Regions from separate parts of the Mus musculus genome. Here regions 1 and 3 are each linked to region 2. The links are chromatin contacts, called in public HiChIP or PLAC-seq and promoter capture Hi-C maps. All regions are on one chromosome and are shown on one strand. The core of a region is the stretch at or near the end of the contact, and the rest is flanking DNA. Distances in the headings are between cores, read along the strand shown.

The links. Promoter capture Hi-C pulls out the DNA fragments that hold promoters and counts their contacts. HiChIP or PLAC-seq counts read pairs in DNA pulled down with a chosen protein or histone mark.
Region 1: a contact with region 2 is called in an SMC1A HiChIP or PLAC-seq map of large pre-B cells, with 7 times the contacts expected there. The contact joins the promoter of D630039A03Rik here to the promoter of Ptgr1 in region 2. A contact is called at or near these places in 6 of 39 promoter capture datasets (3T3-L1-derived adipocytes, the HPC-7 cell line, frontonasal cranial neural crest and 3 more), 1 of 15 datasets of contacts at CTCF or cohesin (large pre-B cells), 2 of 484 Hi-C or Micro-C datasets (B cells and pro-B cells) and 1 of 115 datasets of contacts at active chromatin or transcription factors (large pre-B cells).
Region 3: a contact with region 2 is called in a promoter capture Hi-C map of embryonic stem cells, with 2.3 times the contacts expected there. The contact joins the enhancer-like site here to the promoter of Ptgr1 in region 2. A contact is called at or near these places in 2 of 39 promoter capture datasets (embryonic stem cells and pre-B cells) and 1 of 115 datasets of contacts at active chromatin or transcription factors (large pre-B cells).

Annotation. Positions count from the first base shown.
Region 1 is chr4:57,914,797-57,917,757 of GRCm38.p6, reverse strand. D630039A03Rik (RIKEN cDNA D630039A03 gene) reads left to right here and starts at 1,494. Exons shown (of 2, transcript NM_178727.2): 1 at 1,494-2,161. The coding sequence starts at 1,963. Gm42293 (a long non-coding RNA gene) reads right to left here and starts at 1,250. Exons shown (of 5, transcript XR_881308.3): 1 at 1,021-1,250; 2 at 24-203.
Region 2 is chr4:58,985,736-58,989,140 of GRCm38.p6, reverse strand. It overlaps Ptgr1 (prostaglandin reductase 1), which reads left to right and starts at 2,063. Exons shown (of 10, transcript NM_025968.3): 1 at 2,063-2,103.
Region 3 is chr4:57,672,095-57,675,345 of GRCm38.p6, reverse strand. The region is part of intron 4 of Pakap (paralemmin A kinase anchor protein); the gene reads right to left. Among named protein-coding and RNA genes, the nearest start is that of Gm52699, 52 kb to the right of the region's middle. Within about 2 kb of position 1,620, at least 107 of the 459 cell types and tissues checked have an H3K27ac peak or open chromatin away from gene starts, as enhancers often do. A contact at or near this core is called in embryonic stem cells and pre-B cells, where this site is marked.

The DNA of each region.
Region 1 (2,961 bases), core at 245-2,744, 1.1 Mb after region 2:
GCCAACACTGGGAACATACCCACCTGTAGGTCCTTGGAGCACATTGGCCAGACAGCCTCACCAAACTGGTGCATTTCAAGATCAGCAGAAGACCACCTCAGAATCATGATGCCCACACCTGTGCCATCAACCTTTGACTTCCATGCACACATGCATACACACACATGGGCATGTGTATCCGTACAAATGTGTACATATAACTCCTGAAAGGAAGGGAGGGAGCGAGGGAGGAAGGCAGAGATCAATCTAGGATCACTTCTTGATTCTATATATTCCTAACAATAAAATCTTCCCAATAACAAATTATCTTTTTCAAAACGAATGGCATTTTCAAGTGAGATTTCCCCACAAAGCACCCTGCACCATCTGGCTCCCTCCTGCTGCCAGAAAGATCAAAGACACCCCAACTATAACATCTAAAACTAGTCCCCTGTTGCTCCTCCCCGGTCATCTCTCCCTTCCTTCCTGTTTCCCTGAATGGTACTGTCATGGTCTACCCAACAAAAGCTAAATCTTACCAGCTCAGTTCCAGTTCTCTTGCTGCCATCTTAAATCTGGAGCCTGCAATGTGCCCTACTAGGAAGTAGGTTTATTGCCAATTTAATTAGTTAAATTAAGATGAGGTTATCAGGCTAAGCACTAATCCAGTGACTGGTGTCCTTATAAAAGGGGAAAATTTCAACATGAGAACATTACAACGAGACAAAGGTGAAGTGATTCCTTCATAAAAATGAAGGCCACCAGGCTGCAAAAGCAAGCCAGCAGGAGCTAGTCAAGGTTTATAGAACACTCTCCCACAGGATCGGACTCTGATCACACGTGATCTTGGATTTATAGTCTCTGAAACAAATAGAACAATGTCTGATGTTTAAACCACCCAGTTTGTGAGACTTTGTGATGGCAGCCCCAGTGAACTACCTTGACTACTCTTTGAAGATTTACCCTCCTCCATCCCCTACCCATTGCTCTGCAAGAGTGGCCAGTGGTAAGGATTGCCTTAGGAGAAAGAATCGCACTTACTTGAGTAAGCAGAGCAGAGCAGGGATAGATCACGGCTAGTGTAAGAAGAGGCAGTGTCTGCCATTCGCAGAAATGATAGGGCTGGCAAAAAGGGGGTGAGGGTGCACGTAGCTGTGGGCAAAATAAACACCCACTTGTTACTTAGTTGGAAAAAGCCAAGACCACAAAGGCTGCTCAAATGTCAAAGAGGTGGGGTTGGCGGGAAGCCAGGGCTACCCTGGACTCTGTCTCTATGGCAGACTTTATGCCGGAGTTTTTATCTGAGAGGTGTGCTGGGGGCTGCCTTCAAACCTTAGGGTGACCTTGTACACATCGGAGCCCCAGCTTTTGAAGTTGCAGAAGCTGTTTCTTTTTTTTTGTGGTGGTTGCTCATTAAGCCAGCAGGTTTTGATGACCTGCTAAGTCAAGTTCAAAATCTGTGAACTGAGCAGGCACCTGGCACTCCTCAGACCAGCTCGGCTCTGCCAGGAAACTGGAATCTCACGGTGGCCCTCGGAACGGCTTTCTAAGCTTGACCATCACTCAAGGAAGCCGTCTGGAATAAAAGCTCCCTGGACTGAGAAAGAGCGCAGCAGCTGAGCTGGATCCCTCGCTCGCTCAACTCCTACCTGTGGCTCTTCAACCCTCCCCACCTTCTCCTCCTGCCCACCCCACTCTCTGCTCTTAACCGCTCCTCACTCCATTCTCTCCTTGTCTTTCCGCTGCCCCCTTTTCAGCCCCTCTCCGAATCCTCCTCTTTAGTTAAGAACTAACTGTTCCCCACTCTTCCTCTCCCCACCTCCCCGATCTTGTCCCTTCCGTTTCTCCTTCTCTCTCCCCCCGTATCTTGCCAGCTTCTCTCCTTGCTCCCTGTTCTTCTTCTCTTTCTTTCACGCTACCGTCTACACTTCTTTTCTCCTCCCCTCCCCCTGCCTCAGCCCTCAGTGTTTGCTCTTCTCCCGGATGCGGATGAAAGGGTTGGCCTGCCCGTGCCCTGCTCTACCCAAGTTCTTGGAACTGGGGACCTGCTTAATGGCTGAGGGTTCCAGGACTCAGGCGCCAGGTCAAGGGCCTCCTGTAAACATCCAGTTTCTTCGTGCCCAGTATGAAGGTCTGAGGAAACAGCAGAGGACCCAGGCCCACCTAATGGTGTTCCCTAAAGGTAGGGCTGGGCGTGTGTTGCAGAGGGGGGAACTTCTGTGGGTGGAACCGGGGGGACTGAAAGTCCACGGAGAGGAAGAAAAAAGCTGTTTGCTGACCCAGTCAGCACCGAGCCACGGAAGCTTGATCAGGGTGGCTGTGCCCAGCCTGTTTCTTAGCCAAAGGAACAGAGGCCTCTCTGCCAAGCATTTGGCCAACGGCCACTGTTCCTGGTCTCCGTGTCTATTTTCCCCTAATTCTGATCTGGCTTGACTGGTTGGTCAGGTGAGCAGTCTTGGCACCCTCCTACTAGGCTAAGTAGGATGATGGAGAGTCAGCCTCCTGACTGGATCCACAGGCAAAACAGAGAGAATGGCTTTGCAGAAGAAAGATGGGGAGTCCCAATTTTAGAGCAACTGGCTGAGTCAGGATTCAGGGCTCAAGCAGGCAAAGAGTTCTACATTCTACAGTGATAGGTATCACACCTTAGCACAGAGCGGTTCTGCACAGGCTTGGGACAAAGCCTGAGTTTACCTTCCCCCATGCCCCCTCCAGACTAAACCAAACCAAAGCCGGTGGAAAGATAAAAGATGGGGGGCTGTGGTTAAGATCACAGCGTTGCTCTTGCAGAGAGGATCTGGGGTCCATTCCAGCACCTACATGGTGGCTTGCAACCCTCTCGCTCCAGTTCCAATCCTTTTCTGAACTCCACAGGCACCAGGCATGCATGTGGTGCACATATGTACATGCAGGCAAAAACATTTCTACGTGCAAAAATAAAATTAATCTTGAAAGCCTCTTTTAAAAGGAAGGGGAAACAAG
Region 2 (3,405 bases), core at 814-3,313:
ATTTATTTCTTTGTTTGCTCCCATTTCTCTGTCTCTGTGTCTCTGTCTATCTCTGTGTCTCTCTTTCTTTTGGACAGAGTCCATGTTACACAAGAGCAGGCAGGGCTTGGGTGTTGCTCCTTTGGTAACTGTACATGCCTGAGGCCCCGTGAAGACATGGTCACAAGGAATTTGAGTCCTAACTGACACCTGTATTTAAGCCCCTCCCTCTCCAGAGCCTTCTCAAACCGAGGCAGCAGCAGACTCTTACCTAAGTCCCTGATATAGTGCACTCATATGAAGTCATTTAATTTTTTTCTTTTAATGATCCTTTCTCCAAATATATTTATAGCCTGAGCTAGGATGGGATGGAATGAATGGGGGCAGAATTCAGTCCTTACCAGAGAAATTGCGTAAAATGTGGATTTTTAGATTGTGGGGTATAACCTAGCAATCAAAAGACATTCTATACTTGATGCCTATGGAGATAAAGGTGTTAGAATAATGGAGTTCTTCATACAAGGGTGCATTATAGATTGTAGTCATGGAGCAGAACACCAGAAGAAGCAACTCCAGCCTTGAGGAATTAGTGGTTGTATACCTCAGTTAGGGAATAATACGATACAATAGAATAAACAAATAATAAACTATATCTGTCTATTTGGAAGATGTCTGTGACATTAAATCAGACTTCCCTCACCCCTTCCAAAAAACCTCGAGGCTGGGGACACAGCTCAGTGGCAGAGTACAGACTGGACATCTGTGAGGCCTGGGGTTCAACCAAATGAACACATAAGTAAACAAAGAAATAGAAGGACTCCAATTTGGTTAAAAACCAGAAAAGTCCTTTCTATGTATTCCTGAATGACCAGAGCAAAGGAATGAAAAGCAGTCAGTGACAGTAAAAACCGTGGATTCAAAGAAGACGAAAAGAAGACGGAGACTAAAGAAGGGGTGATGGCGACTAAAGAGTTAAAACATTTTTGCACTATGGCATGGCTTAGGAAGTTAGCCTGAGTCTTGGTGACCCATCAATGAACAAGTCGCTGAGATCTGGCACCCATTCTCCCACAGGCTGGTCCTAAGGTGAGACACAAAGATGGAAAATAAGAGGGACAGGAAGGGAGAGAAGCTGATCGCTCAAAAACCTGGGTAGGTTCCCTATGGGGATCAGAAACTCCAAGATAAAAGGTCAAGGTCGCCTAAGGAGAAGGTGGTGGTGGTGGGGGGGGGGGGGGTTCTGAGCCCATCACCTCAAGCAAGATTGTTCAACGAATGTTTGTGACTTAAGAGTTTTTTTGTTTTTTTGTTTTTGTTTTTTTTTTTTAATGAACTGGGTGCTCTCTCTGCCGTGAGCCTGAGCAACGGTCCTCAGGAAGCCTCCCTAACGTTTCCTTTACAGAAGGGCGGTCTTTAGGACAGAGTAAACCAGCTTGCACCCCACCCCCTTCCATAGTTAAGCTTAGGTGCAAATTATATTCTTTGAGCGCTGTGACTTAGGCATTGCCCGGGAGCATAGATTTCTAAATGTTCTGCTTACATCCTTACATCGAAAGCAAGTGTTTTCCCTCACCATTAATAAACTAGCTGTCTTTGGGACTTAACCTGAACGGGATTCTTGATCTGGGGACACCAGGCTGCTGGAAGCAAGCAATGCAGACTCCATCTCCCCACTGCCACAACTACATTTTATTTCACCTTATTCTTTACGAAATATATTTTTAGATGCCATGACTGCACACCTTCTTTGTTAAGGTTTCAGAGAACCTAGCACCGGCCTCACGACAGGAAGTAGTCAGCAGCAGCAGCTGGCTTAACTAATGCTGGCCAGAGGTGGTAGGATTTTTCCTGAATTAACTGTGTAGTAGTTTCTTGTTTTCTTTGCTTCTGATGCAAACATAAATTGTGAACTTAAGCAAAAAAGAAAAAAAATATTTAAACACACACACACACCCCTCCCAATGTCCCTTCCCTGCTGTGTGTGGGCAGAAGCTCCAAAGCTTCCAGAAGTTGCCCCTCCCTGGAGAAGCCCCGCCCTCACCGACCGCCCAGTATAAGTCAAGTCCTGGGCGCTTTGCGAAGCATTCAGAGCGGTCTCCCGGGAAGGAGTTTCTGTGAGCTTGTGTAAGTAGACTCTACACTACTCTATTTGAGCCCTCTCTTTTCTCTCTTCCCTCCTCCAACCCCTTCTTTCTCCCCGCCGAGCATCTAGAGCCTGGTTGAGCAAGTGAGCACGGCAGGCACCCCCAATCCACCCCACCGGTACTCGGCGACTCCTGGGTTCTGCACTTAGGAAGTTAGGGAGGCCGGGGTCGTCTCGCGGTCCTGCACGCCCTTGAAGAGATTGAGACCCGCACTAGGAATAGGGCAAAGTCTGGCTGCCTGTTCCGTTGTGGGTGCATGGAGCGCGACTGCCAGCACCCAGGAAGGCCTGGGCAACAGAGTTTGCAGGATTGCCAAACTGATTCAAAAGAGAAGACAGGGGTGGGGATTTGCGCATGCGCAGTGAAAGCTACACTTGCAAGTCAGGCCATGTACGGAGAGGACCCTTTGCAAGGGGGACCTACTAGACCTGTGGCGACTTCAGAAGGACCAGGCGCTGCCTTTTTGGAAAAAGAGACGGAATTATGTATTCTTAAAACACAAGGGAAACCCGCCTGTGAAATAGATGTCTCCGCGTGTGAAAGTGCTTATCACACAAGTCCCATGACTTGAGTTCGATCCCTGAAACCACGGGTGGAAGGCGGGAACCCACTCCTGAAGTCGCTTTAGGCTCTCGGTGACACGCAAGCGCCCTCACCCACACACCTGCATCATGTACACACGAACTAGTAATAACAGTAAACTAGATTAAACCTGAGCGAGCATGCCTGTTATATCTTGGCATGTAGAAGCAAGAGGATGGAAGGTTCCAAGATAGCTTCTGCTATAGTGAGTTCAAGGCCAGCCTTGGCTACACAGACGGGCGCTGTAATCAGAAAAACAAGTTGAGCTGGGCAGTGGTGGCACATCCTTTAGTCCCAGCACTTGGGAGGCAGAGGCAGGCGGATTTCTGAGTTCGAGGCCAGCTTGGTCTACAGAGTGAATTCCAGGACAGCCAAGGCTATACAGAAAAACTCTGTCTCAGAAAAACTAAACCAAACCAAAACAAAAATCTAAGAAAAAGAAAAACAAGTTGAACTCATGAATATGGGGTGAAATGATAGTTATTAGAGGCTGAAAAGGGCTAAAAGTATTTGTGAAAGGGTACAGAAACATGAGTGTGGCTCTTTAAACAATAATGATATATAATAATAATAATAATAGTTCAAACCAAGCAGATTATTTCTCATGAAAATAGAAGCTAAAGAAGGCGATGGGTATGTTAGGCACTCTACATTGCAGACACTGTGTCCTATCAAGGTAAGTTTAAATTTGTCAATTAAA
Region 3 (3,251 bases), core at 371-2,870, 1.3 Mb after region 2:
ATTCATTAATGTTTACCGAGTGACTGCGGAGGTTGGGGGTAGGAATTGCTGCGGGGTCTCCACATAAGAGAACCCCATCCTCTGATGAGGAAGGCGGCTTTAACGGTTGTGACATAGCACTTAGCAGAGCTATAAAATCCCAGTTATGGAATGTTGGACGCTATGTCTCAGTTAGGGTTTCTGCTGCTGTGATAAAACTCCAGGACAAAAAAAAAAAAAAAAAACAGCTCGGGGAAGAAAGGGTTTACTTTAGTTTACACTTCCAGTTGCTAGTACACTGTTGAGGGAAGTCAGGGCAGGAGCTCAAGCAGGGTAAGGCTGGATTCAGGAACTCAAGCAGAAGCCATGGAAGACCACTGTTTACTGGCTTGCTTCTTTCTCATGCATGGCTCACTCAGCCTGCCTTCTTATAGCACCCAGGACCACCAGCCATGATTCCACATTGATCTGGCCCCTCCTACATTATTCATCAAGCAAGAAATGCATATGGGAGAGAACCCACAGGCCAGCCTGATCAGGGCATTTCTTAATTGAGGGTCCTTCTTCCAAAATGTCAGCTTGTGTCAAGTTGACATGAAACGAGGCAGGACATGCTTTAGCTACCCAAACAAGGACAGGACAGAATTTCACAATCTTGATGCCTAGAGTAAGATCTTACGGGAGGAGAAAAATCACCGAGGCACAGATGTGTTTAGGAGTCCTGGCAGCCAATGAAGAGTGAAGGCGCAAGTGGGAATGAGAATCTCAGAAGGGGTGAACTACATCCAGCTTTCAGAACAGGAACAGGAAGTGACGGGGTGGGGGTGGGGTTAAGGGAAGGAGGTTGATCCTGAAAGGCAAGTCGTGGCGGTGGGAGCTGCAGAGAGCTCAGCAGTTAAGAGTGAGGATTCAAGTTCAGATCCAAGCACCCAAGTTAGAAGGCTCACAAACACTTGGAACTCCAGCTTCAAAGAATCCCACACCCTTTCTTGGCCTCTGTTGGCTCCTGCGCACACATGTCCACAAGCACTCACACAGACACATATATACATACATGTAAACTTTAAAAAAAAATTAAAAGAAGTGATTGGATCGACTATGTTCTAGAAAGACTGTGCGGAACCAAATGTGGTATGAGCCATAGTGGAAAACAAATAGTTTTATTTGCTGTCGTTATAATGGCATTGGTGACTTCCTAACCAAATGCTGTGCGCTACAGTGGCCCACAGGCTGGGGGGGTGGGGGGGGGGCAGAAGAGATTAAGCATCATTCAACTGTGAGACTGTGCCTAAAAATGAATGGGGTTGCCCAGTGTCTAGAATTTGTGTGTGTTCAGCAAGACCTTGGCTTTCTCCCTTCTCAGCCCACCTCCCTGTCAGACTAGTTCCTACAGCAGCTGGGCTGCCCGAGACCCACAGGGCTCCTCTTCCTGAGAAAGGGGAGGAAATTCGACAGCAGGTAGTCCTTCCTCCACTGGAGATCTAAGGTTAAGTGTGAGTCAAGGAACATCAAGCCTGTAACTTAAAAATCTCCCAAGGACTGAAATTGTCTCTACTCCACAAGTTCTCACTACAGGGACAATAAGCACCCGCTAAGATGCTTCTCAACGCCCTCATCCGGCCAGAGCAGGAAACACCTGGAGGAACAGTCTGCAAACACAGGCTTGTCTTCCAGTGATCCCAGGCACCCGACAATGAACCCTGGGAGGGCTATAGACACATCTCAGCCCAGCACTGCTGGCCTCTTTGGAGCCTCTCTGACATTTCTTTGTCAGTCTACCCCCTCACAGATACAACAGAAACATTCTATCTTTAAAATGCCAGTGAGAAGGTCCTATGGCGCTTTTTGCTGCGGCTTAGGGTTTTGAGGTAGAAGCAGCTTCGCCCTGGCTCAGGCTCATGTGTGCCCCCTAGTGGCTGGATCATGTAAAGGCTCAGGGATGGACTGGGTTTCAGTGAGGATGGCTGGTCTGCATCCTAGGCGGTCTCTTAAGTCAGCTGAGCTGACCACTATCTTACCATATTTATTATGGTGTTTTGAAACAGCTATTATGACGAAAATGCTATTCTGAGAAAGGTTTGGATTTCTGGAACTTTCAGTCCACATGTAAGATTAAGATTTCCCTTACATCAGGAACTCCCCAATGGAAACTTCCAGATGCAAAATGATTCATGTGTAGGGATCAAAGCCAGAGAATGGCACTCCTTAAGCCAAATTAGAGTTTTTGTAACACGTGAGTTCAGAGCCAAAGAAAAACAATGCCGTTTAAGATTTCTCCTGTACTGTGCAAGACATGTAGCTCAGTGGCAGAAACACTTCCCCTTTGTTTGCGAGAGCCCCACTTCCATTCCAGAACTGGAAAAATCAAAACAAAATGATTTAGCGACAGATTTAAGCTTTTAAGCAAAACCTTCTGACAGAGAGACAACCTGATAGACCATTTGAAATTCAAGAACTGGAAAGCGAGACATAGACTGAAAAGTCTTTTATTTATTTATTTTTAAAAATTTCAGACTGAAAAAACTTTTCCAGGAATGCTTGAATTTCAGTTTTGGTTTTGCAGAGTCTCGTGTAGGCTGGTGTGGCCTTGCATTCACAATGTTCTGAGGGGGCCTTGACCTTCCGATGCTCTTGTGTCCACAGACCTAGTGCTGGTATTGTAGGCATCACCACTACTCCTGACTTCTAGGTTTCAGATTTTGGGATACTTGAGCATGGGTAATGGGAGTCCTTGGAGATGGGATGGAAATCTTAGTTACATTCTACATAGGCTTCATTCACATAGCCTGACGCTAATTTTATACACTCAATATTTTAAATCATTTTGCCTATGAAACAAAGGCTCTTGGTGTGGAATTCTCCAACTGTGGTATTATAACACATGAAGCAGTTTCCAGCTTTGGAGCATTTCAGAGTTGGGATCTGGAGGATTAAGAATGCTAAAGCTATAGGGCATAGTGTGCTGAAACTGAACACACTGGTCACGCTTGAGACAGACAGACAGACAGACACACACAGACACACAGACACACACACACACACACACACACACGGGACGGGACGGGGGGAATCTGTGCAGCCTGCTTGTTTTAGGCAGAGGTGTATTAGCTGGGTTCTATTAAATAAGCGGGGTTAGGAGTTCCACTAAGTTAACGTTAAAATTTTTTTGAGGTTTATTTACTTGTAAAATTATATGTGTATAGGTGTTTTGCCTGCATGTATGTCTGTGTGCCACATTCAAGCAGTACTCTCAGAGGCCAACTGAGGATATA